3 separate regions of the Mus musculus genome follow, and regions 1 and 3 are each linked to region 2. The links are chromatin contacts, called in public Hi-C and HiChIP or PLAC-seq maps. All regions are on one chromosome and are shown on one strand. Each heading gives the region's core, a stretch centred on a gene start, on an enhancer-like site or on the middle of the called end of the contact. The rest is flanking DNA. Distances are from core to core; before and after follow the strand shown.

Evidence for each region. A called contact is a pair of places that touch in the nucleus more often than the background predicts. HiChIP or PLAC-seq counts read pairs in DNA pulled down with a chosen protein or histone mark.
Region 1: a Hi-C map of CD8 T cells shows a contact between it and region 2, with 2.7 times the contacts expected there. The contact joins two enhancer-like sites. A contact is called at or near these places in 1 of 39 promoter capture datasets (the C10 cell line), 1 of 15 datasets of contacts at CTCF or cohesin (pro-B cells), 8 of 484 Hi-C or Micro-C datasets (CD4 T cells, CD8 T cells, Th1 cells and 4 more) and 17 of 115 datasets of contacts at active chromatin or transcription factors (T-cell acute lymphoblastic leukemia, bone marrow-derived macrophages, craniofacial prominence and 10 more).
Region 3: a Foxp3 HiChIP or PLAC-seq map of regulatory T cells shows a contact between it and region 2, with 17 times the contacts expected there. The contact joins two enhancer-like sites. A contact is called at or near these places in 1 of 15 datasets of contacts at CTCF or cohesin (CD8 T cells), 8 of 484 Hi-C or Micro-C datasets (CD4 T cells, CD8 T cells, Th1 cells and 5 more), 10 of 115 datasets of contacts at active chromatin or transcription factors (CD8 T cells, Th17 cells, bone marrow-derived macrophages and 7 more) and 1 of 9 other capture datasets (embryonic stem cells).

What each region holds. Positions count from the first base shown.
Region 1 is chr8:34,729,985-34,733,273 of GRCm38.p6, reverse strand. No RefSeq gene overlaps it. Among named protein-coding and RNA genes, the nearest start is that of Gm46069, 42 kb to the right of the region's middle. Within about 2 kb of position 1,418, at least 45 of the 459 cell types and tissues checked have an H3K27ac peak or open chromatin away from gene starts, as enhancers often do. A contact at or near this core is called in CD8 T cells, Th1 cells, group 2 innate lymphoid cells and 2 more, where this site is marked.
Region 2 is chr8:34,206,836-34,210,028 of GRCm38.p6, reverse strand. No RefSeq gene overlaps it. Among named protein-coding and RNA genes, the nearest start is that of Gm29243, 8.4 kb to the left of the region's middle. Within about 2 kb of position 1,763, at least 70 of the 459 cell types and tissues checked have an H3K27ac peak or open chromatin away from gene starts, as enhancers often do. A contact at or near this core is called in CD8 T cells, Th1 cells, Th17 cells and 5 more, where this site is marked.
Region 3 is chr8:34,759,006-34,762,316 of GRCm38.p6, reverse strand. No RefSeq gene overlaps it. Among named protein-coding and RNA genes, the nearest start is that of Dusp4, 47 kb to the left of the region's middle. Within about 2 kb of position 1,581, at least 71 of the 459 cell types and tissues checked have an H3K27ac peak or open chromatin away from gene starts, as enhancers often do. A contact at or near this core is called in CD8 T cells, Th17 cells, bone marrow-derived macrophages and 2 more, where this site is marked.

The DNA of each region.
Region 1 (3,289 bases), core at 169-2,668, 520 kb before region 2:
TGTTCAGGGAGCATCAGGTGGGTTTCATTTTTAACAGGTTTGTTGATCTTGGCCCTAGCTCTCCAGTGTGGGTAGTGCTGGCTCTAGCCTCCTTAAGCATTGGACATGATTGAAAATCTAACCATACCTGGGGATTCCCCTAAGCGGGGAAGGCACTTTGGTATTTTCACAACAAAATTCTGCCTACTGATTGAGGGGTGGGGGTGGGGAAAGGGCACTGTGGTAGACCCCAGGGAGTTAAAACAACAGGGTTAGCATAATTGGTTTCTGGGCTCTTTGGGAAACACAATTGGGATTACCTATTAAATTCCCTGTATAACTTTTAAGAAGTCTTTTGGATTGTAAATGAAGCAGTTATCAATCTAGTTAGGCAACACAATAACAGGCTTTGGAAGTAAGACTCGGGACAAAGGATGTCATCAAAATGCAAATGGTTTCCCCTGGGTGTGTCCTTATGAAAGGTTTTCAGAAAGAGGGAAAATTGTTCTTTGAGGCTGTGGAAAACTGTCTTGATTATCAAGGCTGAGACAAAGAGGAGACAGGAAGGCTTAGCTGGTTTACTTGTTTTCAACTCACTTAGAAGGTTAGATGTTTAGTTAGTTACCCCTTAGGTAATTGTATTGGTCCCTGGAGGAGCTCATAGCTGGAGCCATCATCTCAGATCTTCTTATTTGAATGAACCCAATCTAAGTTTGAGCTCTGGTGATCCATGCCGGCTAACACAAAACAGGAAGATAAAGTCTGTGCTACCCAGATAATGTGTATTGGGCTGTAAAACCACTTCCTCTCCTCTTATATTTAAATTTATGATCTACCCCCCCCCCACACACACACACACAGAGAGCTAAAGAGGAATTTTGGGGCAGGGGGTAAAAATAAAACTTTGAAATTAATTAAAATAATGGAACAATAACCCCCCTTTCATCTTTCTTCAACGAACTTAGTCTCAGTATTTAATGCCCAAGAGGGTCACTTTAGAAGATGTACAAGGAGCCTGTTCTTAGCATCTTCAGATGCGACTGTAGTTGTGTTTTATAAACCGGCTGCATGAGGATGCTTGGCAGGCCCGACCAAGGTGTTCCCTGAACAACCAAACCATGCGAAGGGCCGAATATAAAAGGGAGTTTATTTGGGACCTGGAGAAGGGGAACAGAGAAGGACAGAAAGAGAGGAGAGAGGAAGAGGGGAAGATCGAGGACACGTGAGAAAAGAGAGAGATGGAGATTGCAGGGAGAGGGAGGAAAGGGGGAGGGGGAAAGGGGAAAGGAGGGAGGGAGAGAGAGAGGTGAGAGGAGAGAGAGAGGGAGAGGGAGAGGGAGAGAGAGGAAGAGAGGAAGAGGAAGAGAGGAAGAGGCTCTACCTGGCCATTGTTCGGTGACTGTTGGGCGGAGACTCCAGGAAATGCTAACGGTGCTAAGGTACTTGGAGGCGGTACATTATTACATTCTGGAGCAAGCTGACAGTTTCTCACACCGAGCCAAGTTGGTCACAGCAGGTTTGGTTTCAGAGAGTGTCAGACAGCGTGAACAGATGGACAGTCCCTTGAGACAAAGTGAGGGGCGTTCGAGTAGCTCAGAGACATGCGGCTCTTCAGGATGCCGATCCTGTATCAGCCCTTTCCTCTGCTTCAATCCCCCAGACACTGTTTAAAACTTGCTTGAGGAAGTCAGTTCATCTGGAACCCCGGTAGCAATCCTTCTAAGCTTAGTTGGAGTGCCAAAACTCTTCAAGAAAAAAAAATACATTTTTTGAAAACACAGAGTGGGTCATGAATTTGTAGCATTTGAGATCAGCACAGTGTTCTTATTCGGCTCTATACTGTTCTCTGAGTAGCAACTTTGCATGACAGCTTGGACTCTGACAAAGTCACTGATTAAAGGTATAAACACCCTTGGCAATAACAACCAGCCAAACATTCTTTACTCATCAAAAGCAAAACCAAAATGCATCAGAATCATGGAGAGCCTTTGGGGACAAAAGGGACTTGGTAAAGAACCCACACTGCTTTTTTTTTTTTTTCCTTATGGGTTAAGATTCAGACATGTCCCACCCACTTTACCTTTTGACATTTCATCTACAAAATTCACACTGAAGAACCAAAATAATTTGTCAGACCCAACCCCCTCACCCTGCCCCATAATGTTTTAAGTAAGTTTACAATATGACATGGGCTTCCTTCATCAATATCCTCCTGTGCAGACGTCTCATGGGAGCCAGGCAGAATGGAGTTGGTCTCTTCTGGTTTATGGTTTCGATCTGTGCAAATACACTTCTCTGCACCAATCCTTAGCTCTTCTGGGCATGGAGACCTAGTGAAGCATGGAAATTATAAAAAAGAAGACAAAAGCCGGACAGTGGAAGCACACACCTTTAATCCCAGCAGAGGAAGGCAGAGAGAGCCAAGAGGATCTCTGAGTTCGAGGCTATCCTGGTTCACAAAGTTCCAGGACAGCTAGGGCTACATAGAAAGATTCTGTCTTGAAAAACCAAAAATAAAGAAGAAAGAGGAGAAGATGAAGGAGGAGGAGAAGGAGAAGGAGGAGGAGGAGGAGGAAGAGGAAGAAGAGGAGGAGGAAGAAGAGGAGGAGGAGGAGGAGGAGGAGGAAGAGGCTCAACTGATTTATCATGATCGTATGTGCTTGGAATCTCAGCACCTAGAAGGAAGAGGCAAGGAGACTTTGAGTTAATCACTAACCTGGGTTACAACAACAACAACCAAAACAAAACAAACCACCTTGGTTCTGGTCTAATTCTATTACAAAATATTACGGAGAGATGGAATGAGCTCAAAGGGTTTGTTCACAAAAGTTTCAAGGAGAAGGGCAGGATGGGGGGCATTCTTTGTATGTGGCGGGAAGCGATCATGGGATTCAGCTTTCAAAAGTCACACTTATAGGCTGGTTGTAGTTCTGTGGAGAGCAGAGGCCTTACAGCCTTGGGTTCATTCGGTCCCTGCACCACCTCTTCCCATGCTGACAAATGGGATAGCGTTTGGGAAAAGGCTTTCCAGGCCGCAAACTATTATTGTATAAGTAATAGCACTGCTGACTTTTTTTAAATTATTATTTATTTAACTATAGCAGGAAGAGGGAAGACACGTGGAGACAGCTATACCTGTAGCTCTTCATGTATAATTCCTGGTTGATTCATGTGCTTTTGAAATGTATAAAAAGGACCTAAATAGATAATGTTTCTGAAATTTTTATCTATTTGAGTAGCTTAGTAGTTACTTTCATCTTAAAATAATGCCCTCTTTATTATTTTCTTTTGTAAATACATTCTAGGACCA
Region 2 (3,193 bases), core at 514-3,013:
TTTGGGTTGTTTAAAGATTTCATTGCAACAAACTACAACCGAAAGTATAGGAGACTGTTCTTCACACCAACAGACTCCATCACTAAAACAGAGGCTATTGGAACAGTGCGAGCCAGTACCCTAAATGTGGGAAGCCACATGTGCCGTTGCTGAGTGGCACTGACTACTGCTGGCCACCACACATAAGTTTGGACAAACAACCAATGTGTACATATGCAGTAAAGTTTTTTGCAAAGACACTGCCTGGCCCGGACATGATAATGAGGTTCTGTAAGGTACTGAGAGTATAACCAATCAGATGTGAGACATGCAAATGAGGTATGATAATGAGGTTCTGTAAGGTACTGAGAGTATAACCAATCAGATGTGAGACATGCAAATGAGGTATGATAATGAGGTTCTGTAAGGTACTGAGAGAGAGTAACCAATCAGATGTGAGACATGCAAATGAGGTATGATAATGAGGCTCTGTGAGGTACTGAGAGAGAGTAGCCAATCAGATGAGGAACATGCAAATGAGGCGTAGTGCATAACCAATCCAGGTGTGAGACACGCCTCTCCTAGGCCTATAAAAGCAGCACCAGTTCTGGGCTCAGGGTTTCTTCGCCTCTGCAATCAAGCTCTCCCAATAAACGTGTGCAGAAGGATCCTGTTGCAGCGTCTTCTTGCTGGTCAAGTCCTGCGTGCACAAGACCTAAATACCCCCACGTTGATTTGTCCATGACTGAAAAGCAACTAAACTTGGAAGAACAACAAGCAGTTTCAGGGGCACACAGGGAAGGTTTTGATTGACACAAGAGATCACCGGAAGGCATCTAATTTCTTGTCCTCTTTATAAGTCTGGGTTAGCCTGTTTACCACCTTTGCCAGGGTCAGCAAAGCCCCTCCCTGTTTCCCTTTTGTTTACTGGCCTTTGCTCAGGGAGGTGACCACACTACCAGCTCCCACCCAAGACCCTTCAATCTGTGGATAAAAGACACACACAGTTTATTCCTCCACAGTTTGTCTTCTTGACACAATTGCTGGGCTCAGATATCTCTCACCTAGAAAAGCATGCCCTTAGCAATTTATTATCTCCATCTTTCCACCTGCCCTAAACTTAGTGGCTAGTCCCATCTAGCCCCTGCCAAACATCCTTGTCCACCCGCTTATAGCAGAGGCTGCAGGCCCTAGCTGCCCCCTCCCTGAGACCTTACATGGTTCTTGTGTTCTTCGTCCTCCAAAGCATGGTAGAAAAGCCCCTCTCTGTGTCCCTGCCTTTTCCTCCTGGAACCCAGAAGTTCTGCCTGTACCTTCTACCCAGCAATTGGTCCTGGCCTCCTTTATTGACAAATCAAGAACCAATTGGAGAACAGAACTTTAGCATAAGCACCACCCCCTTCATTAGCCTCCAGGGCTTGTTCCAGAAACGGAATTCCCAAGTCCAACCTACAGCCCTGGCTTTGGAAGAACCACCAGTGAAACTCAGTGATTACTCTTCGACCACAGACACCAACCTACACCCTCTTGCCAGTCCTTCTTGGTAGGAAAGAGCAGGGTCAGACATTTTACCAACTTCTTCATTTTACAAGGAGAGAGGGAGAGACTCAAAACCACAGGCACTGAGGAGCCCCCACATACCACCACACCACCCAAGACAAAACTACCGACGCGGCTAAAGTGCGAGCAAGGCAGAATTTGCCCTGACATACAGAAACAGCAGCCCCGGTGATGCTTAGATGGATCTGGGCAGTCAGGAAGGTGGGCTGGCCTCACGAGCTCAGTGCCAGAGGAGGAAGGAGGCTCTTTCCGCTGACTCACTCCCCTGAATACTGCAGCTGTTCTTGTCTCTACCCCACGGCACACCTACCATTTTTCTGGTTTGGGTTCCAACCTTAGCAACTTGCTCCAGTAGATACTAGCACCACCTGCCCACTCAGCAAACCTGCACCCAAAGGACAACATCCGTGCAGCATTCTCTGCACCGCCTTTTGCTGAAGCCAGGATGTCTGCAAAAGCAGAAATGAGGCGCTGCCGCGAGCGGGCTTCTGGCAATACCGTCACCTACTAAGCCTGAGTTTGCACTGGTTTCATCAAGCCCCAGCTCCAGCCCAGTGACAGAGCCCTCAGGAAACAGGTGGCAGGTGCCCCACACTCAGAGCAGAGGAGACAAGCTCTCCTTGTAGGTTTCTTGGCACCTCCAACAAGGCCACACCTCCCAATACTTGCAAATAGTGCTACTCCCTGGTGACCAAGCATTCAAATCTATAGTGTGTGGGGGCCACTCTTATGCAAATCACCATACCCTGCAAGATCTCAAAGCCCACAAAGTGAAGACAGAGGCCCAGGCAGGAAAAGCTTGCCAAGGAAGGCATCCTGGCTGGACAGTGGGTTCCTCTGAGAAGCCAGTCTCTGGCGCAAGCCGTGGCTTGTCCCAGTGTAGCATCTCTTCACATAGTTCTCCACACACACAAGTCTGCATGTTTGTTGTATGGATTTGTTGGCTTGGTTCGCTTGAGTGTTTGTGCTGAAAGGACTATTCAATGGCAAGCAACTGTGTTCCACCCATACACATGCCCTGCCCCGATACCAGCTCAACCATGATGCAGCCCCTGGATAACCAACCTTTAATCACTGGAGCTTTCTGTGTGGAGAGAGTCATGAGGTGGACCTGGAGCCACCTAGAATCTAACGTGAGAGACAAGTCCGGCCACCTGATTTCATCCCGGGGGTGGGGGGTGGGGGGGGGGTCACACGGTAGAAAGAGAAAACTAACTCCCCATGGCAGGCATTTACCCGCATGCAGTATGCAAGTAACTAATAAATGAGTGCAATTTTAATTTTTTAAGTAGAGCAGGCAACTATAGGTAATATATGTACATTGCTTTACGTAGCTCCGTGACACAAGAGATATTTTTTTAATCCTTTATTTTTTTAGTCAAATTAAATCCTGTGAGACCTTCCTATCCAAATGTGATTTAAAAGTTCACTTGGGAGCTGGAGAGATGGCTCAGCGGTTAAGAACACTGACTGCTCTTCCAGAGGTCCTGAGTTCAATTCCCAGCAACCACATGGTGGCTCACAACCATCTGTAATGGGATCCGATGCCCTCTTCTGGCATGTCTGAGGACAGCTACAGTGTACTTGTATACATAAAATAAATAAGTCTTAAAAAAAAAAAGTCACTTGGGGAAAAGAAGGTTGGGGGAGGGGT
Region 3 (3,311 bases), core at 332-2,831, 550 kb before region 2:
GTACAGAAGATTCATATGTTCTGAGCCTCAAATTTAGCCCTTTTAGGGTTGGAGAGATGGTTCAGCTTTTAAAGCCGGGCTCATGACTAAACAACAGATTAGCCCTTTTACCACATATTGGAAGCAGGGGGGTTGGGGGCTGGTTATGAGTCAGTCTACTGTGGCGTCCATCTGTATTGTGCACGTCCCCTCACTAGGAACTGGAATTGCTGTCACATTGCATTCAATGCTATTTATAGGTCAGTTTATTTATGCATCAGTTAAGATGCATTCCGTTTCTACACATTTTATTTACATATAGATTTGATTTAGATGGGGAGGTGATAAATACCTCTTCCATTCAACACAAGAAGACCTCTCCCTGAAAAGCAGCGTTATTTGTGTCTCTGAGTTCCCCCCAGAGTTTTCTCTTACCTATATGAATAAGCAAGCTTACATGTTACACACACACACACACACACACACACACACACACACACACACATACACAAAGAAAGAAAGGGAGCCACAATTTGATTTGGTGCTAAAACAAAAAACAAAAATGAAGACCAGAAATAAAGTATCTTTTGGCTTGTGCTTCTTAAAACACATCTACTTGTGTTCTTTTTGTGGGTGTGTGTTGGGGGGTGGGAGTGAAGCTGAGACTTCTACCTTGTCAGAAAAGAGTCTTAAGCTCTTTTTCTCCTCTTCCAGTTAAGAAACAGATATTCCTTTCCGCCCTGATATTACTCTCCCGATTTACTACTGGATGGTAGGGAGGGCAGAGCTTTGGGGCAAAAAGCTGAAATGCAGAGCAGACTGGAGGAGCAGAGGAGAGGCAGCAATCGGATGCCATGGGGGGGGACGGGACTGCACCCTGAGCTGCTCCTAAGCTCACAAGGAAGGCATGTGTCCCTTCAAGAGGGAGACTCCTGACCTCACAAGGTATGATGTTCTTGTAACTCTTACCTTCATCCAGACTCGCACACTGATTCTGCCATTTCTCTGGCCTGTGGCCCAGTGTTTCCCAGCCCCAGCCCCAGCCCCACCCCCACCCCGTGCTTTCTCATTTCCTGGTTGGAAAAGGTGCTTTGTCACAATGTGAAGGACTCAGAAGAGGGGAGCGACTGTGGAGCCGTCAGCCTATTAATTTGTAGTAATTTTAGTGGCAGCAAGAATCACAGAGCTGTGACTTTTTTGGTTTTTAGGGGTTTTTGTTTTTGTTTTTTGTTTTTTGTTTTTTTTTTTAGATTTTTTTGTTTTGTTTTGTTTTCAAAAAGTAATTTACTCTCCTCTCTCACTGATGTTCAGTTTTAGTCAGAATCAAATATACTTCTTCCTCCTCGGCTTCCCTGGGTACTGAATCACACAGGCTTGCTGAAGAGGAAGGGCCAGGAGGGCTCACCCTGGTCCTCTCAATGTATGGGCCCCACACATCTCTCACCAATCTCACACAGACTTTCAGGCCTCAATATCATGGTCAGGAAATATATTTGTTTTTTTTCAGAGAAAAAAAAAAAGGTCCCATGGCCAAGGTCATCTGTTGGTTTCTGGTGGTGTTTGTCATACGGCTTCAAACACGGTGACTCATAGTCACAAGTCTGAATAAACCTACTTGCTATCATTTATTAAAAATGAGTTTCCCATCGCGAGGGAGGCTGACTGACCTGTGTAAATCACGCCCCTGGAGCCCAGGGCTGATGAAATTACACTTAATGACACAGTCTCTGAGATGGCCCAGGTCTGCTATTTCTGTGGTTTCTTTTGATTTCTATTTGTTTTGCTCCACAACAAGGTCCTTTGCTGATGGCCCAGCTCTCAATGGAGGTGCAGAATCATGGAAGATGGGCAAAACTTTCCATTCTTTCTCTCCCTGCTGGAAATGGGCTGTCATGAAGTCATGAGCCCAAAACAAAACAAAACAAAACACAACAAACAAAACAAAACAAAACACCACAACAGCCTTGAGTGTTAGGGATGATTGAAGGTGGCACCCGAACAAACCCAGCTTGATTTTTTTTTCCTCTGGTGACCATCTTTATGGTGGGTGGAATATTCTAGATAAACAGCTGAAGGTCTCTTATACCAGTGGGTCCAGCTGCCCTCAGTAGAGATACCTCAAGGGTAACTCTCCCTACCAGGACCTGGTCTTTTGATTTAAGTTCCATAATCTTTTTATTCTATTTAGGGGAAAAAAAAGTACATAATAATCTAAGCCCCAAGAGGAGACTATCAATTTAGAATATGAAATATAAGCCCCAGCACACAGACGACGATAGCCTATTGACTACTGCATTTCCTCCCTGTAGGCTGGTGTGTATGCACAGCCAATTATAACTGCAAGAAGAGCCTGGTAGAACGAGGCTCAGGGGAGAAGGTGGCGGATTTAAAATGTGCATCCAGTCTTATTTACCCCTTCTCTTATTCTCTAGAGCACATGCATGCGCCCGTGTGTGCAGCAGACTTTCTAAAGCAAAAGAAAACCAGCAGCGTGATAGATGACTGACTTGCTATTTATTACTGTTTTTCACTAAGGATAATAAATATATCTACATGCTAAAAAAAAATTTCAACCAGAAATAAATGAAGTGAAAACAAGAGCCTTGCTTCTAGCTTCATCCCCACTCCCCATGGTTGCCAATGTCCTATGCTTTCCTCCAAAGACAGTTGGCATGTGTTACTGCTTCCACTGTCTGTATGTACAGGCAGTCATATCTGTAAACCCTGTTAGACACCTCACTTTTTTTTTTTTCGAGACAGGGTTTCTCTGTGTAGCCCTGGCTGTCCTGGAACTCACTTTGTAGACCAGGTGGCCTCGAACTCAGAAATCCGTCTGCCTCCCGAGTGCTGGGATCAAAGGCGTGTGCCACCACACCCGGCTAATTTGTTTTAACCAGATGGTATATCTTGAACATCCTTCCAAGATAGCTAGCTATCTTACAACTTTTTGCCAATACAAACCTACCACCAAGAAAGAGGTAACTTGAGGTCTATTTTTAACCTGCCGAGGCTGGTAGGATATCCATCTCTCATGGGGAATTCTCTTGCACATGACATGACCTTATTACCCAATGACTTTCTTCCTAGACTCTGACAACTCTGTCTCCCAGCTGCATGTTGACTTCCTATTTCTCAACCCACCCTGTCTCAGTCAGGAATTGGGGACACCCCCCACCCCCTCTGACCCTTTCTGCTGGTAGAATGTAGTTCACTGGATTTCGCTTAGATTCATCTCAGGAAACAATCCTCTAAAACAGGGCTTAAGCTGGTTAAATGTTAGATTCTTACTGGATGGTGGTGGCACACACACCATTAATCACAAAACTCAAGAC